Regions from separate parts of the Mus musculus genome. Here region 1 is linked to region 2. Evidence: chromatin contacts called from public promoter capture Hi-C data. All regions are on one chromosome and are shown on one strand. The core of a region is the stretch at or near the end of the contact, and the rest is flanking DNA. Distances in the headings are between cores, read along the strand shown.

The links. Promoter capture Hi-C pulls out the DNA fragments that hold promoters and counts their contacts.
Region 1: a contact with region 2 is called in a promoter capture Hi-C map of hippocampal neurons, with 9 times the contacts expected there. The contact joins the enhancer-like site here to the promoter of Bdh2 in region 2. A contact is called at or near these places in 10 of 39 promoter capture datasets (the 3T3-L1 cell line, 3T3-L1-derived adipocytes, the C10 cell line and 7 more), 4 of 484 Hi-C or Micro-C datasets (CD4 T cells, the G1E-ER4 cell line, the N1E-115 cell line and 1 more) and 1 of 115 datasets of contacts at active chromatin or transcription factors (astrocytes).

Annotation. Positions count from the first base shown.
Region 1 is chr3:137,734,730-137,741,797 of GRCm38.p6, reverse strand. No RefSeq gene overlaps it. Among named protein-coding and RNA genes, the nearest start is that of Gm25080, 23 kb to the right of the region's middle. Within about 2 kb of position 4,162, at least 24 of the 459 cell types and tissues checked have an H3K27ac peak or open chromatin away from gene starts, as enhancers often do. A contact at or near this core is called in hippocampal neurons, where this site is marked.
Region 2 is chr3:135,278,000-135,284,955 of GRCm38.p6, reverse strand. It overlaps Bdh2 (3-hydroxybutyrate dehydrogenase, type 2), which reads right to left and starts at 3,735. Exons shown (of 10, transcript NM_001172055.1): 1 at 3,588-3,735. Gm46826 (a long non-coding RNA gene) reads left to right here. Exons shown (of 3, transcript XR_001783991.2): 2 at 1,614-1,791; 3 at 2,183-2,524.

The DNA of each region.
Region 1 (7,068 bases), core at 2,913-5,412, 2.5 Mb before region 2:
AGCCCCACCTACCATTTTCCCCCACTTCTTATTGGCCTTCTTCCTCTCCTTATATAGCGATCCGGTCTTCTCATCCCTATACTCCTCCTGCCTCTGTTTTTCCCAGTCTGTTTTTGAAACAGGATCCACTGTAGCTCAGGTTGGCCTCACATCTCACTGAATAGCTGAGGTTGACCTTTGACTCGTGATCTTTGTACCGCTGACTCTCAAGAGCTGGGTTTCGAGTATGCATCCCACGGTGCCCAGCCTCTCCTCTCCTTGCAGGCCACACTGCTCCTGTAGTCCCTGTATTCTTGTCCTTTCCCCAACCCTCCATAAAAGACCTCTTCCTCCCTGACACAGGCTTTTTTCTACTTTCAAGATTTCCCCACTTCTGGATGGTACAAAAAAAAAAAACACTTTTATTATTATTATTTTTTAATTTATAAATTAAAGTGAGAGAAAGAAAGGGTCTGTTTCTTATACTATAAAGCCCAAAACACTTCTTAGGGGCTCAGTCATGATACGGTGATAGTGTTTTAACCTCTCTTGGTACCATGATTCGGAATCTCTGGGATGCTGGCAGTGCAGCTGACCCCTGGCTGATCCAAAGGAGATGGCTCTCGTGCTGTAAGGGGACAAGGACCTGGAAGCACAACTGAACCTGCTGAGGCCCAGGGACCAGTTCAGGGAATATGATCCATCTGATCTGTCAGAATCTGGGTTCATCTTGGTTCTGGTCTGCCTACCCCAGCAGGTGGAAGGGAAACCTATCACCTTCCAGAGAGCCCCAATGTTGCCTGAACTGCAAATGAAGCAGGTGAAACACAACTGCTTAGTGGCTCCAGGGCATCAGGTGGGGTTGAAGACATTGAATGTGTGTGCATACCGGCTAGTTCTGAGCGATGCTTCTCTACCTTCACCTTTGCAAGGAAAGCATCCTTGAAGCTACCAATCAGCTCTTGTTTCTCCTTTATTCCACTCTCTTCTTATTGTCAGAGTGGCGTTTATACTTACCCACTAAAGCAGGGATGGCTGGCATGTGTCTGTATTCTCAGCACTTGGGAGGGGGAAGCTGGAGGATGGCTGCGAAGTCAAGGTCAGTTCTATCTGCACAGTGAGTTTTAGGTGAGCCAGAGCCACACAGAAGACCTTGAATGCAAAGCAAAACCCCAACCGATCAACTCACCCCTTATCCCCACCCTTGAAGCCAACCAAGATCTTTGGACTAAATCTGTTGTCATTTTGTTGTTTGGCACGGGCTTGGATGAACGTTTTTGCTCTCAGACGATGGTCCACATCTGTGCTGTCTCCTGTACATTCTTGGAAGTACACTTTGACTCTTGTTATCATCCAGTTCGTGGGAACCCTGATTGCCAAGCTCAGGAAAATCTGTTCTTTGTCAGGTCTACCCACTGATGAGTCAGTCTTCAGTCCTGTTATATCACCTATTATATGCCAAAATGGGAGACAATTTAAAGCTATTTTAAAAATCCATTTAAAAGGGAAAATAGTTAAGCATATAAGGAAGTAATATTGTTAATAGTGATTATTTACTTCTTACATTTATTACTGTATATAAAGGGAGAGACACACTGTGTGTGTTTATACACCATGACAACACATGGGGGTTGGCTCTTTCCTTCCACCATACGGCCCCAGGGGTTAAGCTCAGGGTGTCAGGCTTGTAGCACTGGAGGACCCTGTTTTGGACCCTGTATGGACTGTTGAGAAGTAGGGCCTGGCTAGAGGGAGTGCGTTGCTCTGGCAGCCTTTGAAGGTGATACCTATTTCTACTTCCACCCTGAGCTTTCCACTTCTTGATTGAGTGAGAGGTGAGACACAGAAGCCTCACATTCCTACCACCATGACTCCAGAGCGATGATGGACTGCAACTGTGAGCCAAAACCCAGCCTTCCTCTCATAAGTTGTGCCTGGCAAGCATGTTGCCATGCTAACAAGGCAAGTAATTAACAAAGCACCTATTCTATTTTTTAACTCTTTTAGCAATACCAAGCAAATCATTCTGTATGTTGAGCAGATGACAAAACTAAAGACCAGAAAAGTTACATAAGTTGCTTTGTTGTACGACATTTACGATGGAGCCACTACTAGGTCTGTGTTGCACTTAATTTCCAAATCTTTTTTCCATAGGAGCCATTCTTCAAAATGGGAGAGACATGGTGCCTTGTGCCCTTACATGGAAACAGAGTGGCTTAGGAAGTTGGGTGTATTATCAGGGTTCTCTAGAGTCACAGAATGTACGGAATGTCTTTCTATATTGAGGAAATTTATTATGATGACTTACAGTCTGTAGTTCAACTCCCTAACAATGGGTGGCTGTGAATTGGAAGTCCAAGAATCTAGTAGTTGCTCAGTCCCACGAGGCTACTTGTTTCAGCTGGTCTTTCATAGAAGTAGATCCTAACAGATGTGCTGTCAAGTAAATGGAAACAGAGAAGAGCGAATCTTCCTTCTACCAATGTCTTTATGCAGGTCTCCAGCAGGACACGTGGCCCAGATTAAAGGTGCATATCACCACACCTGGATGTGAGACTCATTTTGTCCCAGGCTGACCTTGAACTCAGAGATCTCCTTGCCTCAGTCTCCTGGGATCAAAGGCATGCACTACCTTGCCTGGGCCTAAGCTTTTCCTAGCCATTAGGCCTCAAGATCTCCATGCCAAGATCCAGGTCAGAAACTTGTATCTTCCAGCCTCAAGATCTGGATCACAAGTGAGCTCTCCATTTCTGAATTGTGGTTCATTCCAGATAGAGTCAAGCTGATAAGCAGGAAGAGCTATCACCCTGGGGTTCAGTAGCAGCAGCTACGTGCTTGTGCTTGGTGCACGGCAGGGGCAGCTCTGATTGCTCCTCCCTCCCAGCTCCATTGCAGTGTTCTGTCCTGCCCACCCTGCCTTGCTTTTCTTCACTCTTTAGAATGTGTTTCCTTTTCTTTTTTAAAAGTACAGTGTCAGGGATCAACTTCCTAAAGCTTTGTGGGCAATAGGCAGTCTCCATATTGATGACTTTAGGCCCTGCCCCTTAGAAGTCGTCTTCTCTTTGACTTGAGGGATGGCTCATGGAGGTCAATAGGCAGTCTCCATACTAATGACTTTAGGCCCTGCCCCTTAGAAGTCGTCTTCTCTTTGACTTGAGGGATGGCTCATGGATAAGAATGTGTCTGTTCTTGTAGAGGACTAGAGCTTGCTCCCCACCTCCATGCTGGGCAGCTCATAGCAATCTTTAACTGTAATTTCAGGGGAGTCAATGCTCTCTGATGGTCTCTTTGGGTGGAAACTCATGGGAGCAGACCAACACATGCATATGCATGCACACACACACACACACACACACACACTCTTAAAAATTAAAGGGTCTGGGAGATGATTCAGCAGTTAAGAGCAAGTCCTGCTTTGCAGAGACCTGGGTTCGACTACCAGCACCTACACCCGGAGGCTCACAACCACCTGTAACTCAGCTCCAGAGACATGTGTGATGTGTGTGGGGCTTCTGTGGGCCATGTGCACATGACCCCCACATAGACACACATGTACACATACATACATGTAATTTTAAATGATAAAAATAAAATACAAAAGAAAAGAAACAAAGTTGGGGTTTTCTCTCAGTTTGGTGTATGGAGAGTCTATGTGGATGTCATATGATATACTGATTTAACATGTGCTGAAAGAGTGGAACCTAGGGCCCTGTGGTTTTGGATAAGCTCTCTGGGCCCTTTTAAAAAGTGAGGTTTAAGAACCACTTATTTGACTTTTTGAGGAAAGGACCTATTCATTCATTGTTGTTTACCGAGGGAGGGACTGATTATCATTGAGGATTCATTCGGAAAGAAAAACAACACATGACTCTTTGAACCAGTTTGTAGTTGCTAAACATATTCTGACCATCTCTGGACCACTGGAGAACTCAGAAAGTGATGCGAAGTTTAAGATGAGTGTATGGGAAGGAGTTGAAAGGGCTAAGAGTCAACTTCTATGCATCATGTACTGAGCCTGTGAATTAATAAATGCTCTCGAGAAGCCAAATTTCCACATTAAATAAATAGGACAATAAAATGCATCCAGGTAGCTCCCAGTTCGCTGTGCACCAGGAACCCTTCTATAAATCACACGTGGGAAGTCTTTCACGGAATGCCTGGCACAGGGTAACTGCCTACAGGGTGAGTGGCATCCATTGTGATGCTAATGATCAATTCCTCCGGAAGGAGGAGTGCTCCCCGAGGCCTGCCAGGACTGTGATTATTCTCATTATGGATTTAACAGAGCAGGTTGCTTAGACAATTGTGCTTTGTCTGACAATTAGATAGGTGGTTTCCCCGGAAGATCAGTAGGAGGCGTTGGCGGTGAAAAGGGTCCAGAGACAGGAGGAGAGGTATGGCTTCCAGCTTCTCGATTGGCTTCCTCTGTCCTCCCATGCCAAGGACAGCACAGGTGTCTCAGGCACTGGCTGAAGAGGGGTGGGAGATTCCTGAAGGCGCTCTCCACTGCTCCTTGACCACAGTGAAAATAGAACCGGAATTTCACAAGTGAAAAGAAATAAATTTCAAGCCCATGCTTTTAAAGTTTTTTTTTTTTTTTTTTTTGTGGCTAGTTTAGAAAATTTTTATCACCGTTCCACTGACAAATCACATTTTGAAGCACTTCAAAGGGCTTTAAAGTAAATAACCAGTGCTCACGGGAACACGTGTGCCTGCCACAAGCTAGCAAATCCGCCGGTCTGCAGGGAAGAGCCCAGGCCTCATGGCCTTCGTGTTTTTGAAGTAGGCTACATGTTTTGAGGCTAGCATTTATAATGTTTGGAACATAAAACACTGAAGGACTGAATTGACAGAGGACAATTAAAATAATTATAGCAGACATTTTCCAAAATTAGTGAGGACAAATGGTCATCTGAAAGGGGCAAACATTTTTGCAAATTCCTGTAAATCATGCAACATATCTGTCCAAGAAACATATATGGGTTCACTGGTACAGCAGATAAATAGCACAGGAGTCATGTGGCCACCCAGTGTGTTAGGGAAATCAGCCTTATAGAAACTGAAGTTTCTGCTTATATTCTATAACAAATGATCATGTGCTATAGGCCAAGTCTTAACTGGAGAAATACTAGTTATCTTGTTTGGGAAAGATCTTTGCTAAGCAGGTCAGTGACCCCCCTACCCCCCCTTACAGGTATGACCTAGCTTAAGGAGATGAGCTAGCCAATCAGATTATCACTTTTGTAAATTATATGAGGGAAGTCTGCATCCTGTCTTGGGTTCTTAGCATCATTAGTAAAATAATTTAAGGACAGACTCAAATGGAAGCTCAATGGCATTGTTTTATTAGAGTTTAAAGGAAATGGAGGGGGGAGAGAAGAGAAGGAAATCGTAGGGTAAAAGTCGTCTGAAGAGAGAAACAGGAAGAGGGGGGTTGCTTAATGAGGACGGGGATAGATACAGAAGTAAAATGGCAGTAAGGATGTCTGAGAGAGTCCTAAGGAACCAGACTTGTAACCATTCACCTAAAAATGCCCACAGTACATGCACATGTATATTATAATTAAATAAAAATCTCTCATTTGGGCTGACAAAGTTCCTCCAAAGAGCCATAGACTATCAAACAAAAACCTCAACAGCAGACATGAGAAACCCCCTTCATGAGTTGTTGATTAGGCTTATCCATGGGACTCTCAAGATGTTAGAGGCTATTGCTACTGTGATTGCCCTTGGTTGCCGTCCAAAGACGGGAGGTAAGTCTCTCTTGCTGAGAGCACCATGCACTTAGGACACAGGGCCCAGAGGCCACTGAATTAGGACTGATCTGAATGCCCCTTCTTTGAGGCCAAGCTCTCATGGCAGAAGAAGGGACCAGGCAAGATTCCAAAGGAGGAAAGCAACCAATAGGATGCTTAGGAACCACAACAGCAACCAGCATGGTACAGTAACCCTATTGGCACAGTAGTGGCACCAATACCTTGGTGGTAACAAACAGCTTTATTTGGACGTAAGTCCCATTCAACAAGAGGTAAGCCATGCCTGGTACTAGTACTATCCAAGGCTAGTGAAGTCATAGATTTTGGAAAGAACCTACAACCACCCCTTTAAACCAGTGTAACCCCTAGCTACATTCTAAATATTTGTCCTTATATCCAATGATAAGTATTATCTTTACCCCTTATCAAGGAAACTTCTCTTTGCAATAGACAGAGACCATTACAGAAAACTACAACCAATCAAAATGCAGAGTTATGGAAGCCAGTCCCAATGGGTATATCTACAAACAACTCCTACACTCAAGGCTTGGGCGATATCAGGGATGGAGTGGTGGAAAGGTTCTAAGACCTAGAGGAACAGGAAGTTATCTATGAGACTGTGTTACCTAGAAATGTCATGGCTGTCTAACCAGGACCTAAATGAGAATGACACTAACAGATATGCTAATATGGAATAAGGAAAGATCCTGACACCTCAACTCTTTACAAAAAGCTACAAGTAACTAAGGAATGCCGACAGTGGAAGAAACAGTCTTCCCCAGGGAAGAGCACACTAGTTGGTTATCCAATACCAAATGGTCAGTCTTGAAAATGTATGTGTATACAGTAACATTAGACAGACTAAGCAGCTTGTATTTTATATTTAGAAACACACACACACACACACACACACACACACGCCAACAACAACAATTAAAGAAAAAGTTCTTAAATTTGAAAGAGAACAAGGTGGAGGTACAAGGAAAGAAAAGGGGGAAATGTAATTATATTGTAGTCTCAACAAGTAAAATATTATTAACGAAGGAAAGTTCCTAGAGCCAGCTGTGACTCTGAACAGCTGTCTGAAGGAGACGGGAGAAGTAAAGACGTGCTGTGTAACCCAGCATGGAGGACAGACACAGAGAACACAAGCAGCCACACAGTGGGGAGGGAGGCCTTAAAGAAAGAGTAAGAAAACCCAAGATGTTGGGGAAGCCCAGAGTGTTAGAGAAAGCGCTTAGAAAACGAGAGTAGGAGAAAGGAAAAAGTTATATTTTCATGAATAATTCAGAAGTGTGCAGACTTGCAAGCAAGCACATCTGTGCCCTATGAG
Region 2 (6,956 bases), core at 2,486-4,985:
GTTACAATAGCAGTGTCTCTCGGGTTTTCCTTCTCCCTTGAAAAGATTTCATAGTGGGACTTAAGATTCATTGACCAGAAGGGTTGAAAAATCAAACCATAGCCCATACCTTTGTTTGTTTGTTTGTTTGTTTTTGTTTGTTGGTTTTCCGAGACAGGGTTTCTCTGTGTAGCCTTGGCTGTCCTGGAACTCACTCTGTAGACCAGGCTGGCCTTGAACTCAGAAATCCACCTGCCCCTGCTTCCCAAGTACTCGGATGAAAGGAGTGTGCCACCACGCCCGGCTCCATGCCTTGTTTTTGAAGAGGATGAGGAACCAGACCGGCTCCATTGTGAAGGCAGGAGCCATTATACTGAGCTGTTAAAAATACTTTTCTGTCCTTGTTTCTTGGAAATTGACCTACTCCATCCCATGCTTTGACTTGTTTTGGGGAATACAGACCCTCCTTACTCCCTCCCCAACTAACCCTCCTTAATCGCATGGTGACCACTGGGTGATGCCTGCTGTGTTTTTGAGCTTTTTTGTTGTTGTTTTTTTGTACTTCTTTACTGCTCCATTGTCTTCTGTTAACCTGCTTTGCAACTACAATGATTTTACTCTTTAAAAGGGTCCTAAGAAACAGACTCAGGACTGTTTTCTTTAACCCAGTGCTGGCCAGCTTTCGGGTGCACCCCAATAACTAACAATCAAGCTGGCTTCAAATTTGGTTCACAATTATGGCAGTGGTCTTATTCACACCTGATGGGATTGACAAGCACACGGGACCTGTCTGCCATCACAGTCAGCGGCAGAAGCCATTAGGTCAGGCTTCCTGACTCTTGAGCTCTGAGGATGCTCCATCCCCACCAAAGTGCTGGTCATTTTCTAACATTTCAGCATGCCTTAGAAACATTTGAATACTTGTGTCTTAGGATTTCCATTGCTGTGATAAAACACCATGACCCAACAGCAAGTTGGGGAGGAAAGGATTTATTTAGCTTACATTTTTTTTTTCATAGTGCTCTTAATCATTGAAGGAAGTCCGGTCAGAAACTTGGAGGTGGGAGCTGATGCAGAGGGGTGCTGCTTACTGGCTTGCTCCCCCGTAGCTTGTTCAGTCTGCTTTCTTACAGAGCCCAGGGCCACCAGTCACACTGGGCAGGGCCCTCCCTTGTTGATCACCAATTAAGAAAATGCCTTACAGCCAGATCTTATGAAGAAGGCATTTTCTCGATTGTAGTATCCTCGTTTCAGACAACTGGCTCATGTCAAGTTGACATAAAACTAATCGGGACATGTGATGGATACATTCTGAAAGAGAGGGCGGAGAACCCCAAACACCACATTCTGTAAGAGCCGCTTAGCAGAGGCTTGGATGCACACCTTAGGGACAGAGGAATAGGTAACAAGAAACGGTGTCACAGGACGGCTGTTCTGTCCTTCTCAGGGACCTGTGACAGTTGGTTTGCTGCAGCCTCCATACAGGGAGGGGCAGGAGGGAAATATGTCTGTGAGTGTGGAGTCCTGACATTCCTTCTGCCCATCCACCCTCAATAAAGCACCCGGGACGCCATCTTGGCTGGATGGGGTGCCTGGGGTCGACAGCTAGCAAGTCCTTTGTGTTCTGCCTGCAGGTGTGTCTGTGTGAGGGTGTCAGATCTCCTGCCCCTGGAATTACTGACAGTTGTGAGCGGCACATGGATGATGGGAATTGAACCCAGGTCCTTTGGCAGAGCAGTTAGAGATCTTAACTGATGGACCTTCTCTCCAGCACCCCCTTTGTCCTCTCCTTTGACTTGACCTGTTCTCTAGGTAAGCTGTTAGGTGTTTTTGCTTTTGTTCCTCCCATAGCTGTGCTCCCTGCCCCCGCATCCCCACTGTACCCTTTCGACTTTCCAGTCCTCCATACTTGGTCCTAACTCCAGGGGTTGTAGTGCTAGGTCTTCATGTCCGCAGCTGGCACTGAAAGAGTTGGGGAAAGCATGGGAGATTTTCAGATTTGCCAGAACGGAGCTGGCAGTGGCCATTAGGGATTGGGATCAGGAAATGGGTGCAGTTGTCTAGAAGTAGCTGGCAAGGAAGCAGGGATGGGGAGGGGGTGGGGGTGGGCAGTGCTTCACAGATGACAGACAGAGCCTGGTCTCCTGTGAGGGTGAGGCTAAGTCAGCTATCATCATATCAATACAATGCCTTCCAATCACAGGTTCAAGAGAATGCTGCAGTCTCCCACCTCCAGCAGGACTGAGGTTCCATTGACCCGGAGGACACCTTTGTTCTTTGTTCCCACCCTGGAGCAGACCGTGATGGATGACGTACAGAACTCTTTCTCCCTAGCCTCCTTAGGGTCCCCAGCCCCACCCTACTGAAGGAAGCATTCAGGGTGCCCCCACCCCCAAATCCACTTCTGCCTTCTCCCTGCCTCGATCCATCTGAAGTCTCTCCCATCGTCACCTGGTTCCTTGTCATTTTCTCCCACAACAGTATCTCCCCTAATAAAAGCCATCCTGTTAGGTTCCTATTAGAGCCTTCCTCTGAGATCCAGCCCGACACAGTCACACGGTAAGAGGGGCTTCTGAAGCCAACTGATGACCCCCACTCTGTGATCCAATCATGCGCACATGCTGGGTAACAGGATCTGGCTTCATGGCGTCTCCCCAATTCTGATGCAGTACGCTTTGCTTTGCTTTTTACCAGTAGCACGCAGAGAGAAATTTCACTTAGAGTGTGGTAGGAGTTGAGAGAAAGCTAACTTGTGCTTTTAGGAAGGGATGAGCCGTCCCTGCCTCCCCCGACCCTGAGTACAGCATAAGAAACTCACAGTCCAGGGCCTTCACTAAGGGACCCTGGGTATTCGCCCACCAAAGCCCTGGTTCTCAACCGTCCTAATGCAGCGACACTTTAACGCAGTTCTTCATGTTGTGGTGACCCATATTTTTGTTGCTACTTCACAACTGTAATTTTGGTGCTGTTATGAACCATAATGTAAACACCTGACATTCAGAATATCTAATTAGATAGAACCTAGGCGTGGGGGTCGCGACCCACAGGTTGAGAATCAGTGAAGGCACCTGCTCAGTGCTCTCTTAAGCACCTCCATGACCCCCGAGACCACCCAGAAGCAACCAGGCACAAAATTTAGTTTCTGTTTACTTCTAAACCTTTCTCCAGCTGACCTCCAAGCAGTCTCAAGGCAACATGGGTTTTTTTGTTTTTTTGTTTTTGTTTTTTTTTTGGGGAGGGGGGGTAACAGGGTGGGGTTTAGAGTGGGAATACGTCCAGAAATTGTAAACTTAACCCACTCTTAACATAATGACTTTCCTACTTCTAAAGATTGTACTAAAACCCTAAATTTCTTTTTACTAGAAAAAGGCTCAGAGTATTTTCTGGAATTCCAAATATTTTCACGAGCCAGTTTACTTAGGACAGATACTGGAACAGTTGTCTTTCTTTGGCTATTTTCAAACTCTAATAAATACAAGAGGATTCCCAACTCCCACACTAACTGAAGATGCATCTTCAACTCGGCGATATGGAGAAGATGGCAACACAAGCTACAACTCTCAGTCCCCAAAAGTTTTGTCGAAAGTGATTAGAAAAAAATATCTTACTTTAGAAGAGTGAGTCCACACAGTCCTCCAGATTCCTTCAGGAGACAAACTTCAGATCTCTGCGCAGGAGAAGTCACATGCTGATTAATGCACGCTGGGAGGTGGAGTTCAGGTCCCCTCCGAGTCCTTTTGCTAATGCCTGTTAAGTAAGCTTTTAAGAAGTGTTTGCCACAGCCGTGCACTTTAGATGTGTCCATGCTGCCATCTAGTGATCAGAACGTGGAACTGTGAACGCCAAACAAAGGCCTGTCTTTTGTTTGTGCAAGTTACTTAGCAGGCCAGATCCAATGGCCAGGAAGGTGGAAGGCTGCTGGAAAACACACAAGGGACCCGAGGCACTAAATACTCTGGTCTTCCTAGCTCTTAACCCAGATTGCTTTGAGCGGGGAAAAGAAAACTTCCTTGGGGCTAAAGTCTTGTTTCTGACGTTAATCCCTCAGCTGCAGAATGCTGGCATCCTGAGTGCACTGGGCCTGAGCCGAGGAGCACACCCAGCTAGGATGGGAATCTTGAAATGAACAGAGCAAAATATCATGCAATCAAGTTGGTTGAAGACTACAGGAGCCACGAGGAAAGGGCTAGGTCTTGGCTGGGTCGGAGACTTGTGAGTTAACCTGGCTAGTGTCACAGTGATCATGGAGGTCATGTGTGAATGTCCTGCATAAATCCAGGGGCTCGACACATTTGGCACACTTTGCCATGGGCTCTGGCACTGCAAAGGCTACAAAACAAAGCTATCAGATTGCGAGCCTCCTTTGTCACCTGGGCTGGCCAGCCATGCAGGTCTGCTGGGGACGCAGGCTGTACTTTCTGAGGGCTTCCTTCTTGAAGAGAAAAGTGATGCCTCCCAGAAGGTTCTGGGTTCTGCTCCTCTTTCTGAGTGGCTCCTAAAGTGTGGGTTTCACAGTCAGTCAGTTGGATGCACGTGGGTTGGACGGAGCAGAGCAAGACAGAGAGCTGGTCCTTTAAGGCAGGCACAGGGTGGCTTCCTGTGCTGCTCAGTGTGTGGGTGCTTTCTGTTCCTCCCTCAAGCTCCTGCCTCAGGCCCTGGCTTCAGTCTCTAGCACGGTATAAAGCCCAGAGTGCTAGCACCGAGCACAAATAGATGTAAGAGCATCACAAAGTTTGCTTAGAACTTCACAGCCAGCCTGGACTACAGAAGACCCTTATTCAGAACAGCTGACCCCCTCAAAGGGGAAAAAAGAGCCCAGTTTAAAAATAAAAAGACATAAATCCTATGTCTCCCTGAAATAGCTGAGTAAGCAGGACCTGTAAACTGGCCAACCTACAGCGTTCTTATATGGAGGAGAAGGAAACAGCGGCTCTGCGTTCTTATATGGAGGAGAAGGAAACAGCGGCTCTGCCAGGGTGGTGAGGAGGGGACATGGTGTGCAGGTGAAGCCCAGCGTCTGCCACACACCTGCAGGATAAACGGCAGCTTATTACAGCAGACACTTCTGTGTGTGCTCCTTGCTCTAATAGACTTGTCTTTCCCTCAACTTGCCAGGGCTTTGAAAGGCGTTTGCTTTTAATGACTATGAGAGTGCTCCAGGATTAACTTCTGTCTCTGTCTCTGCCTCTCTCCCCCAAATAAGGGACCTATCTGTAGTCCCTGTACTTGGGAGGCTGAGGTAGGAGATTAACGAGGACAAAGTAGGTTTCATAGTAAGACCTAATCTCAAAGGAAGAAGATTCACTTTCAGAAGTATGTGGTTTCAATCCTGAACAAAAGCAGGACCCCTGCCCCAAACTCAAACTGTTTTACAAGGAGTTATGACTTAGGATTAACGTAAACATTTAAAATTGTGTATGTGTTTAGGTAAACATGGAAGGCAGAGGGCAGTTGGTATTGTTCTGTGGAAGCTACCCAGCTTGCTTTTTCACACAGGATCTCAATGGCCTGAACTCACCTAGTAGGTTGGGGTGGCAGGAGAGCCAGCCCCAGGGATGAGCTTGTCAGACCTCAGTAGCACTTGACTAGCGTGCCACATGGCACATGCTTGGGTCTTTATGCAGGTGCTGGGGATCAGAAAGTCCTCATGTTTGTGTGACAGTCACTCAACTCACTGAGCCCTTTCTCCAACCCTAAATTGACACTTTAAAGGTAAGAAACAAAGCCTGTCATTTTGTTAACACAAGTTTGTTGTGTAGCAGTTTCCTCTGAGATTGAAACATTCCACCCTGCAAGGAAGCTCCTTAAACAGGAAGGTAAACAATTCAAAGTAGTTCCAGGAAGTCCCTGAAACCGAGCAGATTCACTAGGCACCCTGCCAGAGTGAGCAATAAAAGCCTGAGTCCCTCTCACAAGAGTAGTTAACTCATCAAGACAACACTTAGACAAGCCAAGCTGTGGATAAGACTCAGAAAAGACAAGCTGAAAAGGAGATTCTAAGACCAGACCTGGTGCCTAGAAGAAGCAAAACCTAGCCAAAATACTGGAAGAGGCTTAGACTAGTCACTTGGAAGAGACACCTTCCAGCCTACTGAGTAGCCTGTAGACCATTCAGTGTGTTCCAGGTTCCTACCTTTTGTGAGCTGCCATCTGTGCTGAGGTTGGGGTAAGCCTTGGGGATCCAACTGCCTTCAAGCCATCTCTGCTCCTGTAAGGAACTTCTCACCCATATCTGTATAAGTAACCCCAGGTCAAAGTCATGGTTCACTGGGCTATACTTTGGTGATAACTATATTTTGGTTTGTCATGGACTTCCTGTCAGGGGTGAGTAGATGTGGGAAGCCACTTTAGCCTTAGAGACCCCATCTTGTATAATCTTGTATTTATAAGGAGCAGCTAAATTCCCAGAAACAATTTCTGGCCCCAGGTGCCCCAAATGAACGGAAGACTAAGGTTTTGTTGATTAGCACCCAGTCAGGAGTGAAACGCAGTAGCTGTAAAAGAGGCAGATTGGCTGGTGTCAAGCCAGGTTAAATGACCAGGGAAGCCATCTGAGGTATTTTATAGGTAGTAACCCACTTAAGATGCCAGGTGTGAAAGACAGTTAGAAATGTACAACATGCATGTACCTGGTTGGCTTCCCCTACCCTACCTAATTTGGGTGTTTTTGTTTTAAAAGGTTGCTCTACTAGAGAAAGGACCCAAGGAGCTGAAGGAGTTTGCAGCCCCATAGGAGGAACAACCAGTACCCTCAGAGCTCCCAGGGACTAAACCACCAACCAAAGAGTACACATGGAGGGACCCATGGCTCCAGTAGCATATGTAGCAGAGGATGGCCTTGTCTTGCATCAATGGGAGGAGAGGCCTTGATCCTGTGAAGGTTCTATGCTCCAGTGTTGGGGAATATCAGGACAGGGAAGCCGGAGTGGGTGGGTTGGTGAGCAGGGGGAGGCAGGATGGAATAGGGGGTTTTCGGA